3 separate regions of the Danio rerio genome follow, and regions 1 and 3 are each linked to region 2. The links are chromatin contacts, called in public Hi-C maps. All regions are on one chromosome and are shown on one strand. The core of a region is the stretch at or near the end of the contact, and the rest is flanking DNA. Distances in the headings are between cores, read along the strand shown.

Region 1 (2,700 bases), core at 80-2,579, 400 kb before region 2:
AAAATGTTGATTGTTAAATATAGCTTATTTTGATAATTTTTTCTCAATTTTATTTTTATAATAATAATAATAATTATTATAATTATTATTATTTTCATTTTTGTATGTTTTTTTTTCTATTACTACTAGTATTTACTGTGTTTACTACGTTTTTATATCTGTATGTTCTTTTTTATGTAAAATTTATAAATGTTTTGGCAATACATTTGTCATGCCAAAAAAGTAATTATTGAATTAAACTGACAGAGACAGAGCTTTGTTTTTTTGTGAATTGTGAGGACACTCCAATGGTTTACATGGTTGTTTATACTGTACAAACTGTATTTTCTATGGCTCTAAGCCAACTCTACCCCTTACAGGCAACAGTGTCAGTTTTACTTTCTGAAAAAAAAAAATGATAATAATAATAATTCTGTATCATTTAAGTCTTCTAAAAATTTTGGGTCACTGGTTGGTCCCGGCATTTCTAATAAACAGTTGGCATTTCTGTTTGGAGTTTGCATGTTCTCCTTATGTTTGTGTGGGTTTCCTACGGGTGCTCCGGTTTCCCCCACAGTCCAAAGACATGCGCTATAGGTAAATCAAATAAATTAAATTGGCCGTAGTGTGTGTGAATGAGTGTTTATGGATGTTTCCCAGTACTGGCTTGCAGCTAGTGGGGAATCCACTGTGTAAAACATATGCTGGATAAATAAATGGTTTATTCCATTGTGGCGACCCCTGATAAATAAAGGGACTAAGCCAAAGAAAAATGAATGAATGAACACCAGCAATATTTCATAATTCGCCCAGTTCATTATACACATGTGTGTCCTGATGTTACAAAAAATGAATGCACGCACACACACGCACCCTGATGCACGCACACACACTCCATCAACCTCAGTGTTAATCACCAAATTAATAATCCTGATAAAGTGGAAGGCCTGAAAGCTTTGCATTATGATATGGCACTAATGTCCAAAACCCCAGATGTCATTAATACCCGGCGACCCCCCTAGAAATAAGTGTACTCATTTAAGTCGGTTAATAAGGACCAACCAATCTCCATTTTTAATCGTTTTGTGCTCTAGCTATAGAGATTTGGTATGATATAATGCAGTTAACACACCAAATGCACCTCACCTTAGCGGTTCATTTTGCACTGCAAATATTTCCGTCTTAATGTGGAAACAACAAAAGTAAATGAACATGCAAAAATATCCATTAATTTCATTAAAACCAAATTGATGCACACAAGAATGTCCCATGAGGCTTTGATAGCAGAACGCAAATGTGTGATTGTGAAATCAGCATCATGAAGACACCAGCTGGGGCAAAGGGAACAAGAGCAAATAAAGTATATCCCAGAGAAAGGTCATGTGTAGAAACACACATACACACACACACACACACACACACACACATAAACACACACAAACTACACTGAAAAAAAAACAAAAAAACAATTTTTAATCTCAGCAGCACACAAACCTCAGGGCAGTCTTGGGTTTAAAAAAAAAAAAAAAAAAAAAAAAAAAAATATATATATATATATATATATATATATATATATATATATATATATATATATATATATATATATATATATATATATATATATATATATATATATCTGTTTACTCAAAACCCACCACAGCCCTCCACCAAACCCATTAAAGATTTAACACCTCAGGATACATGTACACAATCACACACACACACAACACCTGGGGCCACAAGCACAAGCAAACCACACAAGCAGAAACAGCTGTGTTCCTCCTCAAACCGATGGGGACAAATTAAGTAGCCTCCCTCTGAAAAGCAGCCCACGCAGAGCAGAGCCACACGGCACGGCAGAGGTGTTAAAACACCCGGCGAAAAGCTATAGTAATGCGAGCGTTTCGTGCACTGTAATTACTCTTATCTAACGTCGCTTGATGAAGCGCACGCTTTCCTGCCAATTAGACTTTATGAGATATGACTACAAATTCTCCCGTACAAAACAACCCATTTTCTTTTTCACTGTTTTTGTGTGTCTCATATGTCCCTATGAGGATGTGTTTGCATTCAGTTACTGATTGCGTTTGTCTCTCTAAAGATTAAAGATGACTGAAAATCTCAAGGCTGAAAGGAGCGTCATCATGTGAGGGAACCAAATCTAGTTTCCGTCAGACACTCTGATTTCTTTCATATTTTTCATTGAAGAAAAAGTGAGATTGATGCTGGGAGTGGGTTTTGTTGCTACACAGCTGTTAGCATGTTCTGGGTGGTTGCCAGGGTGTTGCTAGGGTGTTCTGGAAAGTACTGATATGATTGGTTAGTGGCTAAAGTCAAAATAGGCTTTATATTTTGATATTCACTCCACTTTATAGTCAACTAATTAAAACTCTTATGTCTGATATCTTTATACGTTTGGTTCAGTAGAATTTTTGAAAATTTAATTATTTAATTTAGCAAAAATGCAACAAATTAATCAGAATGGACAACAAAGGTGTCATGAAATACCTCTATTTCAAATAAATGTTGATCATTTGCTAATTTTCTATTTATCAAAGAATGCTGAAATAAGTATGTCAGAGTTTCCACAAAAATAATAAGTAACTGTTTTCAGTATTCAAAATATAACGATTTCTGAAATGTATATAAAGCAATACATCTAGAATATATATGAATAAATATATAATTATTTCTTAATGTTGACTTTTTATGACATTTCCT
Region 2 (2,769 bases), core at 226-2,725:
AAAAAAAAAAAAAAAAAAAAACGCTTGCACATGCGTGGAGTGTGACGCTGGTCTCCTCAGCCAAGTTGTCTTTGTAAAGGGGTTTGTTTAATTTACATCGGGTCATGTGCAGAGGTCATACTTGTGATTTTGCAAAAGACTTTGCTTGAGGTCACCGATAAACTTTCCAGATGTGCCAGAATGTCAAATGTGCATAAGCAGAAGCGTGTAATTTTGTGACATGACGATATTAAAGATGGCAGTTTGGTTTCTTGAGCAAAAACTTCACGGGCAGCTCACCATAATTTAAGGTTTTACTCACATTCAGCCATTTAAGTGGAGAAATGTAGGATAAAATAAATAAAATATTTAAAGATATAAACAAAGACTGGAAGACCAAAAATAAAAGTATTACTAATAAACACTTGACTGACATTTCATAACAAACGGGACATTCTGACAATGTTCCCTATTCATTTTGAGAAACTACTGTAGAAATAAATAAATAAATAAATATATATATATATATATATATATATATATATATATATATATATATATATATATATATATATATATATATATATATATATACACATACATACATACATACATACATACATACATACATACATACATACATACATACACACACACACACACACACACATATATATATATATATATATATATATATATATATATATATATATATATATATATATATATATGTGTGTGTGTGTGTGTGTATATATACATATATACATGTATATATATATATATATATATATATATATATATATATATATATATATATATATATATATATATATATATATATATATATATATATATATATAGGGACTTAATATATATGGGGACTTAAGCTTTAGATTTTTTGAATTATAGCTGCATTGCAAACCTTTAAATTTGTAAAAACAATGTAGTTAATCGATCTGCACTGGGAACTCAGGATGGACTTGTGTGAAACCCAGCATTTTTTAACAATGCAAAAACAATTTTTACAGTGCAAGTGCTGTCCTAACAAACCCTACATCAGTCAAAGGAAAGACTATGGATTCACTGTGTGGTGTAGGCCTATCAAAAATGTTTCAGTCATTTCCAAAAATTTTCAGTCATGACTGGTCTTGTGGTCCTGGGTCACATTTATGTGTCACTCAACCAAATTTAAATGTTTCGAATTGGTGAAATGAACAAAAACAAATCTAATAAATACTGTAAAAACACATTCTTACATTATATTATATACTTATGTAGCATAAATATTTTAAGATCAATTACCCATCTACTGTTGTGAGAGTAGGTTATTTAGTTTTATTTGTTTAGTATCAGCATTTCTCTAAAGTATCTGCTAGTATTTTCTCTCTCTCTCCAGAGGTTGGCTGATGAGCCGTGACTGTTCATGTGTGCTCGAGAGTCTTGATCCAGAACAGCGAGCTCATGCAGCCTCATTGTCCTCCTACAAGGGGTTTGTGTGCGCAGAAGAAGCTCAGTTTGTTTAGCTCAATGGAGCATTTTAACCCGCATGGCCAGATGCCCGGCCCAACATATGGTGAGAATCCACTCAGAGAAGATTGAAAATTCATGGAGCACTCACCGACTCTCTGGTATATATCACACGAGGCCAGAGGTCAATCGGAAAAAAGATTAGACTTTGGTTTGTCGGTCAGTCTTTCTGATTTTTATTTTTCTGTAGTTAAATGAGTAATCTTGGAGAGCAGCACCACCGTGTGGGCATCAGATGAATAACAATTTTAAAAAAAACTACTGCACTCATAAAGCTCAAAAACAGTCAAGCCTATTCGATCTATAAAGAAATATGAAAAAATAATTCATGCTTTTATTACTTCTAGGTTGGACTACTATAACTCAATATATTTCGGGATTAGTCAGACAGCTCTATCCCGTTTACAATTAGTTCAAAATGCTGCTGCAAGGCGTTTAACTGGTATCAAAAAACATGACTATATCACACAGTCTTACACTCTTTGCACCGGTTGCCTGTGTCACTTTTAAAATTCCTCTCTTGGTTTTTAAATCACAAAATGGCTTGGCACCTTCTTATCTGTAATATCTGTTGACTGAACATTAGCCTCTTCGATCATCAAATGTATCCCCATCAAATGTAATGCTCTGCCCCTCTGTATTAGATCTATATCATCTCTGTCTGTTTTTAAATTTAGGTTGAAAACAAGGGTGGACTTAGTGATTTCAGGGCCCTAAGCAATTCCAGATATGGAGCCCCAGCGTTGAAACTCAAAACATCTTCTTTTTCTATAGATATTTTTTCTCTCTTGATTCAGTTTTTTTTTTTTTTTTTTTTATAAGTGAAACCTTCTTAATGTAAAATGGAATACAATAAATTCACAAATTAAAAACAAGTTTACAAACTACAGTTAGTTAACCGTACTGGTGGTTAGATATTTATATTTGCATGTTTAGTATAGAAGGAACGTTCCACTATCCATTGTGGTCCACGGTTTATAAAAGAAGTAACAACGTTAAAATCCTAATGATTATAGGCAGATTTTAGAATGATATAAAACATTTAAAAGACCTCGTCATCGGTGGGGGCCCCCAATTTCCCTGGAGCCCTAAGGCTGCTCACCTTGCTTATTGGTAAAGTCCGCCCCTGGCTAACAACGTACCTTTTTGATTTGGCATTTTATCAGTGAGAATTGTGTGTTTTAGTTGAAATTGTATAGTCTTCCTCTTTGTTATTTGTAATGTGCACCACAATGGTCAACCTTTTCTTGTGTTTAATAGTGC
Region 3 (2,721 bases), core at 116-2,615, 260 kb before region 2:
ACAATAAAGTTGAATCTAATCTAATCTAATCTAATCTAATCTAATCTAATCATTTTTATTGTCACATGATCAGCAGCACGTGTGCTATAATGACTAAAAAGCTTAGATCTAATCTAATCTAATATTTGACCCCAATTTTGTAAGTTATGACTTGTTAGATCTTCTAGTCCTCACTTTAAATCAGTCACAGGCAAACAGAAAGGGAGCACTTGCACAACAGAGATTATGTATGTGCATGTAAATGGCACAGGCATATCTAATAGCTCATCGTAACATGGGTCTGCTGTCTCTTTGGAAATATTTTGAAGCAAATTTTTAGGTAAGGTAAACCCCATTGGCTTTTGGTGAAGCATATGTTGGCCTCCTCAAGGTTGCACAGAGAAATAGAGGCTCCCGCAACTGTCACTGAGTTGATTACTACTAATGTTCGAGGAAAGCAATCTATATTCAATAGAATAACTTGACATGCATACCTGTGAAGAAAAATGGCTGGATTTTGTGCATTAAATTATTTAATGAAATGCTTTCTAGCTAATCAGAGTTAAGAATTTCAACAGATCATAGAATAACTACACAGTAATCAACATTTAAAAAGAAGTTTTCCAAAATTGTACTAAGACAAAAATGGATGTTGATCAATTGTTTTAGAAAAGCTTTATAAAGTTTTTTGATCCATTTAAAATGTTGACTACATTAGGAGTCAGCATAGCCCTTATTTTGTTGGATCGAAAAAGGGTATTTAGATATTATTTGGTAAATGTAACAAATAATTGTGTCCGATCTCTCCTCAGTTGTTACAATGATGTTTCTGAAATGTTGGCTTAGTGAAGTTCAAAACAAAGTCAGATTATGCTAGGGTGTGCAGTGCAGTTCCTTCAGAGATATGGGAACAAAATCAGATGATTTGTCTTGTGAGAGTGTTTTCCTACTAAATTCAACTACACACCCCTCAGGCGAGGCCTCAAGGCTGATGTTTTACCGCTCCAGAATGAAAAATACCACCATGAGGGACTAGTGGTCAATATGTTTCCACACACTACTTATCTGCTCTTGTTCCAGTTACTTCAAAATGAACCTGACCAGCCTTAAGAACCTTTATTAGTGCTTGTTGTACTCATTTTGCACATTTCACAACTAAATGTGTTAATAAAGGGACCCTTTTTTGTAACACTGTTACTCATTTTCTTCCACTTTTCTTTCCCTCATGTTTTTTTTTCTTACAAACTGGAAAACTTTCTAAGTTATTCTGATCTAATTCCCATTGTCAGGCCTTAAAATGGAATCTGTGGGCCCCTCAAAAGGGTCATGTTCACCCAGCCTGGGGACTTTTTGCTCTGTTCTTTCTGTTCATTCTCCCTCTGGCTCTGGGCAGCTGTGTTTCCTCCCAGTGGGGCTGCTATTCCTCATCAACCAGTGCACCAATCGCAGTAATGGGCCTTAAGCACTGCCTAATTGTTGGTCTAATTGAGGTCTCATGTGCGTTTGGGTGCATGAGCTTCCAAAACCTGTATGAAGAAAAACATTGGAGTAAGTGCTTCAAGAATTAAAAAGAAAAAAAAAGTGTGGGTACAGGAAAATTGCAAATTAAAGACATACATGTGTACAAGCATGCATTGGTGCTAAAGAACTGTTTGTAAGCTTTAGTAACACGGAAAGAGTATTGAGCTACTGCATTTTAAACTGGTTTTCGTGGGAGTTTTTTGTGATTGAAATGCACACCAATACAACCAAAGTTACTCTGAACTTTAATTTTAGTACAGCTTAGTCAGGGTTGTGTCATTTAGATTTTTGTTTTAGTGAAAACAAGGCTGGAAAGTGTGAAGAGTGACCATTAGAAATAAGAGCATACTCATTTCCTCTCCATATGCTCCAGACACTTTATTATTAATAAACTGTTTGTTGTTGAGGTTGACCTCTGTTTTGATTAGTATTTAGACTCTTCTTACATCTTTAAATTGCTGAAATATCAGCCACTAGAATCACTGTACATTCAATGCTCTAATCTTTAGTCTAAGCAAAAAATACTTGCAAAATTCTATTCAGCTTCTGCCATTATAGGGAGCATGAAATATGGAGATGGAGATGTTTTGTCTATCTTTAAGTTTTAAAATGTTAAATGTCAAAAATGTACATAAACTGTAAGAAAATTTTTGATGCTCTTGAAATGCTCTTGAATTTTTGTCACTTGCCATTGTTTGGATTTTGAATGTTTTGCTTATTCATGTGAATCCAAATAAAAACATAAATGTTTGTGTGTGTATGTGCATGCATGCTTGTATGTCTTTGTATTTATGTGCATGTATGTAAAAAAAACAACAACCAGACAAGTAAAAAACAAACAACAAAAACTGCTAAACTAACTAACTGCTCTCTGTTGATTTGAAGTGTTTCCTTTATCCTCACTTGTAAATCACTTTAGATAAAATCATCTACTAAATAAAATAACCTGGCACTGCAAATCCTATGAGTATACCTCACAGCCTTGTTTTATTCTGTTAAATTCCATGTGGTGTTTAAAAAAAAAAATAATAAAAATATATATAAAAATGAATAATAGAAACCATTAAAAAAATTCCAATGATTTGTAATACAAGTATAAACATTACAAACCAGCAAATGTTGCCAGGTTTGCCGATTTCCCACAGAATTTCCCCACTTCTGTTTAAAGATTTGACATATTGCATAAATTGTATTTGACTGAAAGTGTACTGAAACATTATA

Evidence for each region. A called contact is a pair of places that touch in the nucleus more often than the background predicts.
Region 1: a Hi-C map of embryo shows a contact between it and region 2, with 2.4 times the contacts expected there. The contact joins two enhancer-like sites. A contact is called at or near these places in 4 of 18 Hi-C or Micro-C datasets (caudal fin, embryo, hematopoietic stem cells and 1 more).
Region 3: a Hi-C map of embryo shows a contact between it and region 2, with 4 times the contacts expected there. The contact joins two enhancer-like sites. A contact is called at or near these places in 8 of 18 Hi-C or Micro-C datasets (caudal fin, embryo, hematopoietic stem cells and 1 more) and 1 of 4 datasets of contacts at active chromatin or transcription factors (caudal fin).

What each region holds. Positions count from the first base shown.
Region 1 is chr5:45,645,415-45,648,114 of GRCz12tu, reverse strand. All of the region lies in intron 17 of dapk1 (death-associated protein kinase 1), which reads right to left. Among named protein-coding and RNA genes, the nearest start is that of ctsla, 42 kb to the left of the region's middle. Within about 2 kb of position 1,329, at least 7 of the 62 cell types and tissues checked have an H3K27ac peak or open chromatin away from gene starts, as enhancers often do.
Region 2 is chr5:45,246,762-45,249,530 of GRCz12tu, reverse strand. No RefSeq gene overlaps it. Among named protein-coding and RNA genes, the nearest start is that of tars1, 30 kb to the right of the region's middle. Within about 2 kb of position 1,475, at least 15 of the 62 cell types and tissues checked have an H3K27ac peak or open chromatin away from gene starts, as enhancers often do.
Region 3 is chr5:45,509,730-45,512,450 of GRCz12tu, reverse strand. No RefSeq gene overlaps it. Among named protein-coding and RNA genes, the nearest start is that of dapk1, 24 kb to the left of the region's middle. Within about 2 kb of position 1,365, at least 8 of the 62 cell types and tissues checked have an H3K27ac peak or open chromatin away from gene starts, as enhancers often do.